Linked DNA regions of Mus musculus: region 2 is linked to region 1. The links are chromatin contacts, called in public Hi-C maps. All regions are on one chromosome and are shown on one strand. Each heading gives the region's core, a stretch centred on a gene start, on an enhancer-like site or on the middle of the called end of the contact. The rest is flanking DNA. Distances are from core to core; before and after follow the strand shown. Region 1 overlaps Sash1 (SAM and SH3 domain containing 1). Region 2 has its middle 34 kb from the start of Gm51794.

Region 1 (7,776 bases), core at 2,189-4,688:
ATCACTGTATCGTCTGGTCCCTCGCTGAACGTGGCAAGGAGCACGGTCACGGTCACTTACAGAGCTATACTTGAGTAACACTTTCTATCTATTTCACATGGCAATTAAAACTTTGCAAAATGCAAAACCACACAGGAGGAAATGACCCGTATCCTGATATTGAGAAAAATTGGTAGCGTTTTGACTTACAGCTCTCAAATCCCCCGCCCTGCCACATACACACAATGATATATCATCCCAGTGACACAAAGGGTACTAAAAACCATTCCTGACCCTGGCTTTACTTTGTTGAAGTAAAAGCTTTCCTTCCCTCTGGCGCCTCTTGTGGTTTTCTTTAGAACAACAGTTCTCAACCTGTGGGTTGCCATCCACTTTGGGGATCAAATGGTCCATTATGATTCATAACGGTAGCAAAATTACAGTTATGAACTAGCAAGAAAAATAATTTTATGGTTGGGGGTCACCACAATGTGAGGAACTGTGTTAAATAAAGGGCCTCAACATTTGGAAGGTTGAGAATTACTGTTTTAGATACTTCTTAAGTCATGCATACTTCTTAAATTTTAAAAGAAGAATACATGGAAATTTTTTCCATGTCAACAAATACTCTTCCAATAGGGTACACCAACATTTTAGTGATTTAACAGCATTCTGTCACAGAAGTATGTTGTCATTTACTTAAGCAATGTGCGTGTCACTGGACAGTTGAATGTCTCCAACCAATTCAGATGCATACTGTGACAAAATTTATTAATATGTCTAGCACAGTCTTTTTCTCTGAACAGATGATTAAATTTTAGAATTGAAGGGTTTTTTAAAATGTGCACATCTGCAAGGCTTTTGACACCAATTGCAACTTGCTCTGAAGAAATGTGTTGTCTTAACTATATTCCCCATCATTACCAGTGCCACAATTTTTTTTTTCTACTTGGATAAATAAAACTTCTATCTATCTTGATGCTACATAGGTATTTATTGACTGGAATGAGTGAATGAATGAATGAATGAATGAATGAGGGAATGAGTGAACACACTGATTGAAGGCACTCAGAAAAACATGAAGTATCAACATGACTAGGAAGCATCCTCTAAACTTACAAAGTCACAGGACAGAAAGCACAGTGAGGAAAAGCTCGTGGGAGGCCCTGAAGCATGATGGTTAAAACAGGTCAGGTATGATGGCCTCAGCCTGGGATGGAGAAAAGATCTGCACATGGGACCTCGCACCTTAGCTATGGAAACTGAAATGTGTATTAGTGGCTGGTTAACACTAGTTATGGGTTTCAGGGCACATCCATGTCCATACATGATCTAGAGGTTAGTCTTGTGATGGTCCCAAAGCCATAATTCCTTGTCCACTCTGACCTCAGATGCTTGCCTATCTAGTTGGATAAAGCAGAGTTCAGCTGATGTCACTGTATCAACAGCATGTGACACCAATCAACGGCAGCTTCTGTCCCCCCTTCTCTGAGCTGGATTTCATCATCTCTCCACCATATCCGGTCTCCTTCCATGGTCCAGCAGTGATGTATTCAGGATCCCTCCCTACCTTAGGGCTACATTCTGGCTCTGCCTGGATACACTCAAAATTTTCCCAACACTTGAGGACTGAGCCATGTCCGGTCATGGCAGGGACCTTTGGGTCACTGTTATCATGGTAATCTTTATGTTTACAAAGAGAAAAATATTAGTCTCGCTGAGTTCGTAGCAATCCTGTTCAACTTAAATCTTACAGCTACATAAGACATGAAGCATACTGTGCCTGACATCCTACTCTATTACAAAGAAGTCAGGCAAGGAGACCCATCTGTTTAGTAAGAAATATTTTACTCATTAGAGAGTGACATCATTGCCCTCTGAAATTAGGAGAATTTTGTCAGCAGATGGGGGAAAAATAAGATTCCATTCTCCTCCCAAAGGTACTGGGCCACACTGAAATAATCACTTTGGCAGCTTCCAAATTATCTAGTTGTCGCCAAACTTGAGGAAAGGGGAAGAGGAGGAGGAGAAGGAGAAAGAGGAGGAGGAAGCAATGGAAGAAGAGAAGATAATTATAGGAGACTTTTATTTGGAAAAAGTATATGGGAATTTGAAGTAACATTACTATCCCCTGGAGAAAAAGGACTGTCAGCACTTAATTCATTTTAAAAACTTTAAAAATTAATAGGCGGCCCAATGGAACGCAAGTATGTGTCACCTTCTACAGTGTACTTGCTCTATTCTGTTTCCTAAACTCAAGAACATGGAATTGCTTTTAACCACCCTCAAAACAATGTGCTATCTTCTTTTTCCCAAAGGAGGAGGGGAAAAAAAAAAAAACAGATCCCAACAGTCCTACCACCAAACCTAGGGCGACTCTGAGCCCAAGAAGCCAACCCACTCCAAAGCTACAAGCTCCCTGGAAGCAGAGAAAATGTTTTTCCTTCTTCCCCTGGGGGTGGGAAGGATGGAGGAAGGCGACTGACTTCCCCTCCATAGGTAAAGCCTTGGGTGACTTTTCTGCATGTTGTCATCCCATTCAGGGGTCAGGGGGACCGGCTGTTGATATGAAGTAGCTGATGGTCACAGTGAAAGGACCAAGAATGACTAGGGAGCCAGCAGCAATAGGAGACCTCCCTTGTGAGAGCCTGGGAGGTGCACCCAACGCACGTCAATGACGTGAGACACCCTGCAGATTCTAGCAAACTCTCCCGACCCCTGGCCCCGCACATCCCCAAGAGCCCCAGGCTCTCAAGCAGCCCCATGCCAATGGAGACGGCTGACTCAGAACAGCACTGCCAAGTGGGGCAATCACACATGAACTGGAAAGTCCAGTGTTCATTCCCGAAGTCTCTAAGTCTCCTCAGAGACTGGGTGTGTTGCAAAGTCACATTGCTTTGGCATCTCAGGCTACTGACTCATGGTTCAGGCACAGTGACTTCTCAGGACAGGGCTGTCTAACAACTTAGTCTAGGCACACGACAATGCAGAAATACAGAGAGCCCAAGGAATCTAGTAAGCACAGAAGGAGGCTATAGAGACCCACCTATGCCACCAGGCCCGCAGGTGAGCCCATGCCATTCCTAAAGTCACAATCTGTATATCTATTTGGTTTTGTCTATAGAATTAATAAGAAGATGCAAGTTCTAAGCTAAAGGATCCAGGCTGAATGCCTATCTTTAAAAAGATAGATAGATAGATAGATAGATAGATAGATAGATAGATAGATAGATAGATAGATAATTAGCTCTGAGGAGGTTGTTTATCATCAGTGAATTAGCAAAACCATCAGGATACGATTGCTGAACACTGAACCACTGGATGGCCTTCTCAGAGAGATCAGAAAAATGATCAGCCTCCTCTGCCAAAAAAGTGTTAGAGCCCAGCAAAATACACTTCCCCATCAACAAGTAAAGAAAGGCTCGTGCATTAACACTTAGAAACTGCATGGCCAAGGCAAGAGACGAATCATCAAAGTTCCCTCCCACTTAAAAACAAACCAGACGAGCAAACAGCAGAGACTTCTGGATTCTGAAAAGAAACTGTTCCTGCCTCTATTTTTCATGACTCAGGAACAGTGGATATGGAACTGGGAATCGGTGAGTGACAGCTGATCAGCTGATCACAGAGCTGCCTAATCAATATTAAGCCTCTGGAACTCACTAGAATGGTAGACTTGAATAAAGACAGGGTGGCTCTGCTGGCATGAACCAACGGGTGTGAGTTGTGACAGAGCTGGGGTGGGGAGGAGTCCAGTACCAGGATGCCTCTGGAGACCACATTCTGTCACTTATGGGGCTGTCCAGTCGGAGACAGCATTGGCCACACAACTGGACTACACAAGAGAGACCTCAGCTGAATCTTGGAAGAACTGGGACGGGGCAGGGAGAGCTACTGTTACACAAACGTAACACTCCTGACATCAGCTCCAGTACAAAATGTGACTAGAGTCACCCCAGTGCGATCAGGTTGGGAAAACATGTATGATGGCTAATTAAAATCCAAGATGTGACAAGTAGAGGGGGGGAAAGTGGGTAGCAAAAGGGAACACACGAACTTTGGAAAAATGGAAGCAAGTTTTTGATCTTATATCTTCACTAGGGAAAAAATATACATGCATGCGTGCACGCGCGCACACACACACACACACACACACACACACACACATGAGCCATATGGAAATTGCAGTTGCTTCACTGTGTGAACTAGTTTAAGGGGCTGGAGTAAATGCACTTACTTCTCCTGAAGAGAACTCAGGTTTAGTTCCCAGCACCCACGCAGCAGCTTGCAACTGTCTGTACTTCTAATTTCATGGGCTCTGAGGCCCTCTGCTGGCCTCCCTGGGTACCAGGCACACACAGGGCACAGACTTTCGCGCAGACAAGCACTTGAACACATACATTTAAAAAAATTTTTTTTAAATAATGTAAGTCATGAATTTAATTAAATGAAACCTCAAAGATGGCACACACAGATGATACAACTTTAAAGAAACAGACATAAATAAATAAATAAATAAAAAGCCAAAACCAGGTACAGAGTCAACTTGTTAGGAAGAGGGGACCAAGAACACCGTGTACCTCCAGAAGTCAAAATACAAAGAGCTCCATGCCATGTAAGTCATTTTTCTCCCACTATGCCTGATTGAAAATATCCAGCTCTTCACCTTGAACCCTGCCACCCCGCTTACCTGACACCCACTTCTCTTTTTTCACCTGGAGAACCATCTGGTATCAGGCACCATCCTTGGGAAAGCCTCTGAGGGCGGGGAAGGGGGTGGCAGGAGGGGAGGGGGCAGAGGGAGGGGATGGACTTCCATTGTGCCTGGCACCTCTCCATCTGTCTGATGGATCATCCCAACCACAAACTCACTGGGAATAAAGAACTGGTCCATGGCACAGCCTCGATAAATGTTTGCCCAATGGGTGATTAGAGGAATGCCCAAGATGGCATTACTTCATCTACACACTGGATCAAATGGGCAACAGGGCAGGAGATGAATCACGTAGTTTTCGGAACCAATTATGCAATGCTCTTTGCTTTATACAACTAACAGTACACCATCAGGACCACCGGAGGGCGTGGTGTGACGCAGAGAAGGGAAAGTGGGGCTCAGAAGAGGACAGAGGAATATTTTCAGTGGCTATTATTCTGTACAACTAGGATTTGGCTGTACTAAATACCGCTTTCCCATTCAAAACCCTGGGTTCAACCTCCAGGACCCACATGGTTTTATTTATTTATTTTTGCTTTCCAAATGAGTGTCATTGTCTGCTGCTGACTGTAGTTCTGAGAGTTTTGGTATAATGGGTAATTATGATGACAGAGTTCAAACACACCATAAACAAGCGATGGGCGGCCTGTGCCTTCAATGAACTGGCTCTGCACCCAGCTTCTTAGATCCTGACTCTGAATTCTGTTCATGAACCACAAGAAGGCCTTGTGGCCCAATAAACAAGGCTTGGCACTGGGGCAAATGACTTAATGAAGGGCAGAGATGTGACGAATCAATAACACAGGACAATGAAGGACATCCTCTTTATCTTCAAACTCCCTGAAGTCTCTCCCTCCAGCGGAGAGAGGAAGGGCTACTGCAAATCCAAATGCCAAACCCTGACCCATATTCGATTTTATCTGCACTTGGATATAACCAGCTAGTGGAATTAATGTGGTATATCTCAACTGGTAGCTGTACATTAGGCTGGACAAATGAAGCTTCATTTGTATAGGTCAAAAGCTATCTTTATCTCTAATGTTATAGATTTATTTCAACCTGATAAAAAAGAAACAAAAGACCAAAGTGTATTAAAAGGCTATCTTAAGTTTAAAAAGATCTCTTTAGAAATAGACACCATCAGAATATGTCATACTTGGGCACTCTGTCAGTATTTGTTTGTATTCACGTGGCCCTTGATACACTGAGGCGGGTCCCCACAAACAATTGGAAACAAAGGTGTCCCTGGTTCATTTGCAGAGAACCCAACTTGCAGTTATGATTCCTGGGCCTCGGATGAGGATTCCCTCCACTTCTGAGAGAGCCAGACCATATACTAAATCCACCCGCCTGGAAGACCATCCCCACGTAGATACCTGCTTCCTCCTTTCTTACACGTGGGGCTGCACTCACACCTAGCCTGAATCCATTTACAGGCAGTCAGCTGCATGTGCATTTGAGAAGAGCAGAGTAGAGTCCGAGAGCATTGGTGAGTTTTCCCAACTGGGCTACTGACATGTACACACAGAGGCATGGACATAAATAGCACTTGTGAGGACTCAAACATTTCAATGATGGCAGTGGACAGAAAGGACGGGTGATCTTCCCACAGAGTAACTAAAGGTGACGACACCCATCAGGATTGATTGCTCTGTGCCGTTAACACTCACGGGGCACACTGGGTTGGCTGATCTAGGGAAGAAACTGAAGGACAAAGATGGCTGCTCTGCCCCAGAGGCAGAGCTGACAGGGTAGTGGAATCCAGACCTCACGCCTGACTCATGTCTCCGCTTCTCCAGCCCTGTTCCTACCCACACTGGGTGAATGCTGGCTTCCAGGTCTGCAGAGGCTAGTACCTCCTTCTTGTCTAACTTGATTTCTTCATGGTGATCTTAAGGGACTCGTGAAACACATGCCTCAGACTTTGGCCCTGGTCCCAGGGAGAAGGCTGGGAATGGGAGGGGACAGTGCTGAGCAAAGACCAGGAAGTGGAGAAATGAACAACAGGAAGTCACCTCAGCAGACCCCACCACCACCTTTAAACCACTTGCAATTTGGGGCAAATTCTTAATTCTCACAACCCCTCTCACTGTGGGGCTAGGAAGACAGGTCAGCCAGTAACTATAAGTCTCACACAAACCTGAGGCTCTGAGTTCAATGTTCATGGCCTACAAAACAAACAAACAAGAACAAACCAGGCAGAGGTGGCAAGCAGCAAGATGGGAGGCAGAGATGGGAGAATGACCTGGAAGCGCTGTGGCCAGCTAGCCTGGAGCTACACAGTGTAGCAGCACAGATAAGAGAGACATTGCTCACAAGGGAAAGGTCAAGAATCAATTTCCTAACATGTGCATATCCACCAAGCACTGTATACATTTGTTTTCTCTCTCTCTCTCTCTCTCTCTCTCTCTCTCTCTCTCTCTCTCTCTCTCTCACACACACACACACACACACACACACACACACACACACACACACACACATTCAGAGACATTTGGAAAGGGCTAATTATCGAGGTCCAGTGGAACTCATCCAGGTGTGCAGAACTGCTAAGCTGGGAACAGTGCGCATGGTAGCGTGTTTGTCTAGTGCGTGTAAGGCCCACGGCTCAATCCCCAGCACTTAAAGAACGGGGGGTGCCTACCTGAGTTGGGATATAAGTGCCCTCTGATAACTATTGCTGGGACGCCTTTCTCTTTCTTCCTGTTCACCTTACAAGGGAACTGGGCCCACTCATGTTTTGCGTGTGAAATTGAGAACTGAAGCATAGGTCCAGTTACCTCATGGTCAAGTGCAGCTAGGATAGCATTAAAGCTTCAACCTTAGAGCCGTTTCCTAGCCACAAGGAAAAAACCATCTTGCTAATTTGAACCTATCTGGGATGAAGCTGAGGTACACAAAAGTTCCTGTAGCAGAAAGTACAAAGGCAAACAGGGGAGATTATAGAAAACCCACACTCACTCAGTCGCCCGAGTTAGTTTACTCCTGGAATCTAGCCTCTCGTAGATGCCCTCCTCTTAGAGCAAAACAATATAAGAGAAGACAGTGGAAACAAGGCCAGCCGTTTTCTTGGAGGAAATGGG
Region 2 (7,776 bases), core at 1,678-4,177, 200 kb after region 1:
TGAGATTGATTTCTAGACCACAGACACATACTTGTACACACACATACACACACACACACACACACACACGCACACACACATGCACAAATGCACACACATGTACACAAAAATGCACACACATACATGCACATGCATATGTGCACATGCACTTACACACAAACGCACACAAGCATGTACACACACACACACACACACACCTGCACATAAAAATGTATACATAAAACATAGTTCCCAATCTATAAAGAAGAAAGAGAAAGAAAATTATTAGAAGGTTTAATGAAGTAGCCAGTCCATACAGAAGGAACTAATGTTCTTCATCTTCAACCAAATTCTCAGCTCATGAAAGTCATACCTAAATACATATTTGACTACTTATGTGCTGATAATGGAGAGAGAGTTGTTTCCAATCGATTATTATCTAGTGCACTGGTTCTCAACCTCCCTAATGTTGCAACTATTTAATACAGTTCCTTGTGTGGTGGTGTCCACCCCCCCCCAATCATTTTTTTGCTACTTCGTAACTGCAATTTTGCTACTGTAGTGAATCAAAATGTAAATATTTTTGGAGATAGAAGTTTGTTAGAGGGGTCATGATTCACATCCTGAGAACCACTGATTTACTGAAGTCCTTACAACAGTTGTAAATGGTAGGTACTGGACTTAGCCTGTGTACAGATGAAACTGAAGCACGGGGAGGCCAAATCAATATCTCAAGGCCAGAGACGTAAATCCCAGCTCTGTGGCTCCCAGAACTCCACTCTCTGAACCACAAGGCTTGCCTCCTTTATGAAGCTGTACAGTGCTATAGCTTATTGCCTCTATGGTGACTGAGAGGCATTCTAAACTTTCTGTTTAAATATTTATGCAGAATATAGATATGCACCCTGAGACTTTACAATGGGCATAGTCTCATAGCTTCCTCAGACATAACTCAAAGGGACTATAAATTTCAAGTTTTAGAAGTAGGGGGAGATGCCATTTGTCTGCATGTTTTCATCTCAAAGCATGTATGTTTAGGAAAGTTCTAGAAGTCCACCCTCATAAATTGGTGCTCACAGTACTTGTCCATGTCTGCTTGCTTGGAAGTGCTCAGACTGTGAGAGGGTTCCCTGTGGACATGATCCAGCTCTTCATCTAGGTTAAATGATTTGTTCAGTGTCTGACAAATGGCTAAAGGGATGGGTGGGATGACAGGCCTCAGTTCTCATTTCTGGGCTCTTCCGATTATTTTTCTGTCTTAAGGCCAGAGAGAGAGATAGCAATAATCTTTAATAGAGCGATAGAATTTCAAAGAACCCAGAATCTGACGGCTCTAATTCCAGGGGATATTTCTTTCCCTGAGATAGGCTTTAAATATTTTACAGACTTTCTTTTTTTTTTTTTTTTTTTTTTTTTTTTTTTTGAGCTTACCACAAATAGGTCTCTGGATGCTTTGAAATGTTTCATTTGTAAGAGAGAAAAAGAGATAAAAAAAACCTAACTAAAGAGACAGTGACGAGGAAGACAAAATGAGTCACGTGGGAGACGAAATCTGCCTTAGGAGTTTGCAACAGATAACTTTTTCTGACCTCAGCTGGAGGATACCTCCTCCAGCACAAAATTATTAGCTTTTCTTCCTCTTTAAAGAATGTCTCTTTCACTTACTAGCTCAGAGCAGATCAGGTGACAATAAAGGCAACTAGGGAGTTTAAATAATAATAAAAAATCTCTTTCCCCTCTTCTGGGTTGCAAAGCCTTCAGTTCTGAGTTGGCCAGTGCTGCAAGCTGCCTTGGTCCACAGAGGCCCCACACAGTGCATGTAGTGCACGGAGCCTGTCAGGCACCACAGCCCGGGTGTGGGAAAGTATGCCGAAAACTCAGGGAAGGCAGCCCACATGCTGAACACTTGATCTTCTTTGGCTGGGGAGCCAGCTACAAGATCCTGGGTTCCATCACTGAAATTTATTAATGTAAGGGGAAAATAATGACTTAATTGTAAGCTGGTGATCTCATCCCAATACCATGTTTTAATCGTTTCTAAAGAAAGCTGCCTTTTTTCTGTCCCTGCCAACTTGCAAATGAAACAGATGACATTGGAACATGATTATATTCATTAGCAATTATTCCACGAAAACAAGGAGGAGTTGACGTTACCCTTCACATAACCCAGATAACCAAAGCTGCAGTGCAATCTTGGGCCAAATGTCAACTTATGTTATACTGTGTGGGGAGCACGGCCAGCTCTGGCTATGTGTGTCGGAGTGCTCCCCCCCTTCAGTGAAACCCTGGTTCATCCTCAGAGACTGAAAAATGCACACAATAAAGGTACCTTGGCTTTGAGTCACAGAAATTCTGTTAGAACCTTTGAAGGATATTTCTCTGGTTCAACTCTGAAATTCTCAACTGCTTGAGAAACTAGGTCATGCAGAGGCAGTCTGAGGGCCAGTGCATGAGCACTGGTTAGGAGCCGACACCTGTTGCCTCCTATCTGGGGTGTGTATGAGCACTCGTGTGAGACTCAAGGCATGGAAGTATGTGCTGGATATCAAGATGCTCCCTAGGTATCTTGTCTGGGCAGAAGTATTAATGAAGGTTGGTTTTTGCAATTAGGATGAAGTATAAAAAAAGCACTCAGAGTAATAACATTTGTGTGTGTGTATATGGGCTGTGCTTGTGTATGTATGTATACGAGTGTGTGTGTGTGTGTGTGTGTGTGAGGCTGTTTGTGAATACATGTTGAATTCATCACTTTTCTATTTCTGTAATGTACCATGTCTAAGGCTACACAAGAAGAAGGGTTTCTTTGGGTTTCCAAAAGATCACTGTCCATCACTGTGGTAGGTGGGAAGTGTGGCAGGCAAATATTGAAACTGGAGGAGCAAGCTGAGAGCACACATCTTGAGCAGCAGGCATCAGAAGCAGAGAGCTTAGTGGGAGTAGCACATGGCTCTTGAAACCTCAAAGCCTAACCACAATGACATATGTCCTTCAACAAGACTATAGGTCCTAAACCTACTCCAATAGCACCACCAACTGGAGACGGAGTATTCAAATGCCCAAGACTTTGGTGTGTGTGTGTGGGGTATGTCATTTAAACCTCTCTCTCTCTCTCTCTCTCTCTCTCTCTTTCTCTCTCTCTCTCTGTGTGTGTGTGTGTGTGTGTGTGTGTGTGTGTGTGTGTGTGTGTGTGTTCATTTCATGTGGAGGCCAGAGGACAACTTTAGGAAATGTTCCTCAATACTATCTACCTGGTTGTTTCTCACTAGCTAGAAGCTGCCAACTCATGGCAGAACGAACACTGGACTGAATCCATGTGAGAGAGCCAGTTTTCACTGCTACTCCCTCTGGCAAGACCTAGAAAGCTATGCTACAGTGAAAGTGTCTTGGGATAATATACTCCTGGCAGGACCACACTGGGGATGCTACCATTTGCTTTAGGAAATGCCAACACACCCAGTTCTTTAACTCTCACGGCTCCCTAGAGAGGAAACCTACACTTTTTGCTTAGGATTGGCAAGTCCAAGGCTTGATGCAAAGCTCACTTAATCAGGTCCTGATGATAAGAGCTGCCACAAGCACAAATTATTGTCCTCATTCCAACTCAGGTTGGAATAGAATTGACATTAATGAACTTTATTAAAAGGTGGGAACCTTAACAATGGATAATGGGCTTTCGTGGATATTATCAAAGCATGCTGATATAATGTTATGACACTGTTAAAGAAAGGTGAGTTCGGTCCAATGTGTTCCTCTCTCCCGTCCTTCCTGCCTTCTGAAGGGTGAGGATCCAGGCTTTGTTCCTGCTGGAGGATGTGAAAAGCACCAAGTTGGAGGGAAAGAACAGATTCTCTAGACACAAACCTTATGGCAGACTCCTCAGCCCCAAGAACTATAAGCCAATCAGCTTACATCCTTTAAAAGTTATGAGATCTGTGATTCTGCCTTTTAGCAGCTCACAATAGACTGAGACACATGCATGCGTAAGTCTTATGTCCCTAGTTGAAGCAGCCACATGGCATGACAAACTCATAGGCCAGTCAACTACTTGGCAACTGCAGATTTGTAGCTTTTGTCTCTGCTTCCACCTGACCACGATCCTCTCCGGCTTCCTGTAATCTGCCTACTGATTTGGTTATAGAATGACAATATTTCCCAGAGTGAATGTAAAAATATTTTTGATCAGACTTATTGACTTCTTGCTACCACTCTGGTATGTAGGCAGAGTTCACAATGGAGGTATGGTAGTTGCTCTCTTCAGCCATGGCAAGGTTTCTGACATACATGACTTGGAGGAAATAGTCGTTTCGGCTTATGGTCTCAGAGGTTTCAGTCCATGGTGGGCTGGCTCCATTGTGGTGGGCATTTGGCGAGGCAGAGCATCCATCCCAGCAAGAATGTAGGGATAAGCTCTCCTGCACTGTGTGACAGCATCACCTGTCAATTAACAGCCAAGGGCAGGAAGTAAAAGGCAGAACTTCCATGCATAGAGAGAGAGGGTCTCAGGTGGGGACCAGGAGAGTCACCACTGGCACATAGATGAAGAAGGATGCCCAGGAAGAGACGAAGATGGCAGGCAACGGGCCGTGTGTGTGGAAAGTAGGCCAGACCAGCATTGTTGGGTGAGAATAGCTGAATATTTACCCAGCTGCAGTGCCTGAAGATTTTAATAAATATAAATGTTTCTGTGTCATTATTCAGAACAAGGGTGGGCATGGAAAAGCCCCTACTTTTACACAAAAAGAGAATGTGGACTAAAGTTGTTCGCCTTATGGCAGCCAGGAAGCAGAGAGACAGAATGACGGGGCAGGGTAAGGGAAACAGGAAAGAAGGGAGAGAGGGAGGAGGATGAGAGACAGAGACAGAGACAGAGGCAGGAAAGGAGCAAGAAAGAAACGTGGAACTTCAGACAGGTATACCATCCAAAGGTCTGCTTCTGCTAATCAGACCCTGCTTGCCAATAGTTTGTTCATCTAAGGTGTTCTCAGGGAAAATCTATTGGTTGGTTAGTGTTCTCATGATCAATACACCGCTTGCTAGTATCACCAGTTGGGAGACCATGCCTTCAACCATGATTCCTTGGGAGACATTTTAGAGACAAACTACAACAAGAAAATGTGTAGAGTTGTGATAAGGGGGTGGAGTGGATGTGTTAAACAAATAATTTATTGAGGATCCACTGTATGTCTGGGATACTTTTCTTGTTTTGAAAATACACCAAGCAAAACTTCCAAACATCCCTTCTCTTACAGACTTCTTCCTGTATTAGGAATGGGGTGGGTACGATACAATGACCCAAATCATTGGAAACTTTCGTATGATCTTTGATCGGCAACAAGTACTGTAGGGTAACAACAGATAGAAACAAGGAATGTGGAGTTTTGAGATGGGAAGATGATGAGTAAAACTCCAAAAGAGGCCATAAGGTGAAGCTCAGTGAAACATGAAATATTCGAACAAAACCTGAAGAAATTAGAGTAGGCAGAAGCCACCTAGGGTAGAACATTCTAGGCATGGAGTCAAGCACAGCTCTGAGCTCCAGTCACCTTGGCACCCCATTTTATCACATACCGTTCTCATAGTAGGTTACTAACAGCATCCACTGGAATTGTGCTGTGAGCTGTGTGTAGGGGAAGACATGACCAACTTGTCACAAGACAGGGACATTCTAGGAGCCACAAGGAGGCTATAGAGAGTCTGAAGTAGAGGGGCAGGCATGACAGGTTCCTTCTACTAGCTACATATGAGGAATACCAGCTAGTACCACTGCTGTCTTTACTCATAAAAACATGCTCTAAAATGAATGTACTGAGTCTGTCCTCTTCAGATGTAATTCTTAACGACTGAGCTTCGTGAAGAACGGAAACAAGCCATATGTCTTTGCATAGCAAGTTTTCAGCCCTTTCACTCCCATTGGATTAAAAATGTTTACCCTAACCCATATCTTTTAGAATGTGAATTGGCCCTGTGATCAGCAAATGGTGTATTTTGTTTTAGAGGATAAGAACAGAAATGGATGATTGAAATTCCTAATAAATCATGGATTTACATGCTAAGGGCCTAGTTGTTATTTCCACACCCTAAGCAGAACTCACAGACTGCATTTGGTATACGATAACAAGTAATTTAGTGTGTGTTAATATGTATCAAAACCACATAGAGTGATTGAGATGTATGACGGAACAAACGATAATATTACCTGAAAATTGCATTGAAATATCAAGTTATAAGTGTTGACTTTTGCTCTTGCTGGGTCGTCTCCAGAGTAGCTATGCACCAGTAACCCTCTACCTGATTTTATGTTGTCCTCATTTGAATTGTGTGAAAACGCAGACAAGAACTTTGTTCAGCAAGCTAATTGGCCAGAGACCCCTGTTCTTGAATTGTTCTTTTAGAGCAAACATGTATCATTGGCTCATGGGCTTTCTGTGTGTGGATTCTACTGCTTACACCCAGTTCCTATAGCTGGACCACCAGTGCAGAGGAGGAGGGCATGGGGCATGCCTATTCTAGAACTCAGCAGCAGAGCCTGATTTCCTTATGAACTGACCCTTGAAGGAGGTTGGTCAGGTGCTGCTTGTATTCAAATGCTAAATTTTGTACCCAAGACCTGGTTGCTCCATGGTGAGGAGATCGCCATGTAGACCTCCATCTTTGTTGTATAAAACTTGCCCTTCAAGTTATTCCTCATTGGTTAATAAAGATGTCTATAGCCTGGGCTGGGCAGAACACAGGGGGAAGAGCCAAGTTCTCAGGCTTGGGGTCTGAGGCAAGCAGGGACCAGGAGAAGGGAAGAGAGGACACTGAAAGAAGAAGCCACCATGGATTGAGAGTACGTGGCCATGAAGGCCCAGCCTGTGGGAACAGGAGCTGCCCATATGGGACAGGGCAAATGATATTTCTGGGTTATCCACAAGGAAGTAGACGAAACTTCAAGAGGGTGGATATCTGCTCAGCTCTACTGCTTTTAAGGCTTATTATAAATATAAAGGGACATGTCTTTTATTTGGGAACTAAATGATCTAAGGTGGGGTAGAACCCCCTCAAATAATATTTACTGCAACGGATCCTGGTTGCTCCATATTTCAAACTGGCTTTTCTCTGTGTTTTACAAGAATTAAATAAAAAGTGTAAATTCTGCATCTTGCTCTGGTCTGTGTACCTTAGTTTGGTCTGGTCCTCTGACCCTGGATAGCCTGGGATAGTTTCCTGCTTCCTGGAATTTTTTTGTCAACACCCTTTCTGTGTGAGTACAAAGCTCCAGGGGCTGTGGCATTTCCAACTATCCCCATGCTTGCTTCCTTTATGAGTCCCGTGGTCATCGTGAATCGTGAACAGGAAGAAGTTAGCTTAAGACATGAAGAGGACTTTAACCTACATGGCCATCTTTTGACATTTCCATTTATTGCGAGTGACAATTCAAAGCTTGGCTGACTTTATTACCTATAAACATAACAAAGAGGTTCTAGAGACAACACACAACTAATCAAGTGGGGAGAAATGGAAGAGCATTTGGGCTTGGTAGGAGAGCTTGGTGTAGAGCCAACAGTATCCCATGTCTTCACGTACTATTATTTTCTGCACACAATTACTAGAAACATGTTTATACTGGTCCCTTTGACTAAGTGGAATGAAATATAAGGAGGTGTGGGCCTGACTCATCATAATACGGGAGCCAACCATATGGCCCCCGAGATATGTTATTACTGCTTGGAAATTACTGAGTTTATGTACAATTTAGACCAGGCACAGACACACATTTTCAAAATTACACACTTTATAATCAGTTATACCATGTTC

What was found. A called contact is a pair of places that touch in the nucleus more often than the background predicts.
Region 2: a Hi-C map of bone marrow-derived macrophages shows a contact between it and region 1, with 27 read pairs. The contact joins two enhancer-like sites. A contact is called at or near these places in 5 of 39 promoter capture datasets (cranial neural crest, liver, pre-B cells and 1 more), 5 of 484 Hi-C or Micro-C datasets (bone marrow-derived macrophages, embryonic fibroblasts, embryonic stem cells and 2 more), 3 of 115 datasets of contacts at active chromatin or transcription factors (bone marrow-derived macrophages, embryonic limb bud and heart atrium) and 2 of 9 other capture datasets (adipose tissue and embryonic stem cells).

Annotation. Positions count from the first base shown.
Region 1 is chr10:8,766,048-8,773,823 of GRCm38.p6, forward strand. The region is part of intron 8 of Sash1 (SAM and SH3 domain containing 1); the gene reads right to left. Among named protein-coding and RNA genes, the nearest start is that of Gm25410, 54 kb to the right of the region's middle. Within about 2 kb of position 3,439, at least 56 of the 459 cell types and tissues checked have an H3K27ac peak or open chromatin away from gene starts, as enhancers often do. A contact at or near this core is called in bone marrow-derived macrophages, where this site is marked.
Region 2 is chr10:8,971,169-8,978,944 of GRCm38.p6, forward strand. No RefSeq gene overlaps it. Among named protein-coding and RNA genes, the nearest start is that of Gm51794, 34 kb to the right of the region's middle. Within about 2 kb of position 2,928, at least 45 of the 459 cell types and tissues checked have an H3K27ac peak or open chromatin away from gene starts, as enhancers often do. A contact at or near this core is called in bone marrow-derived macrophages, where this site is marked.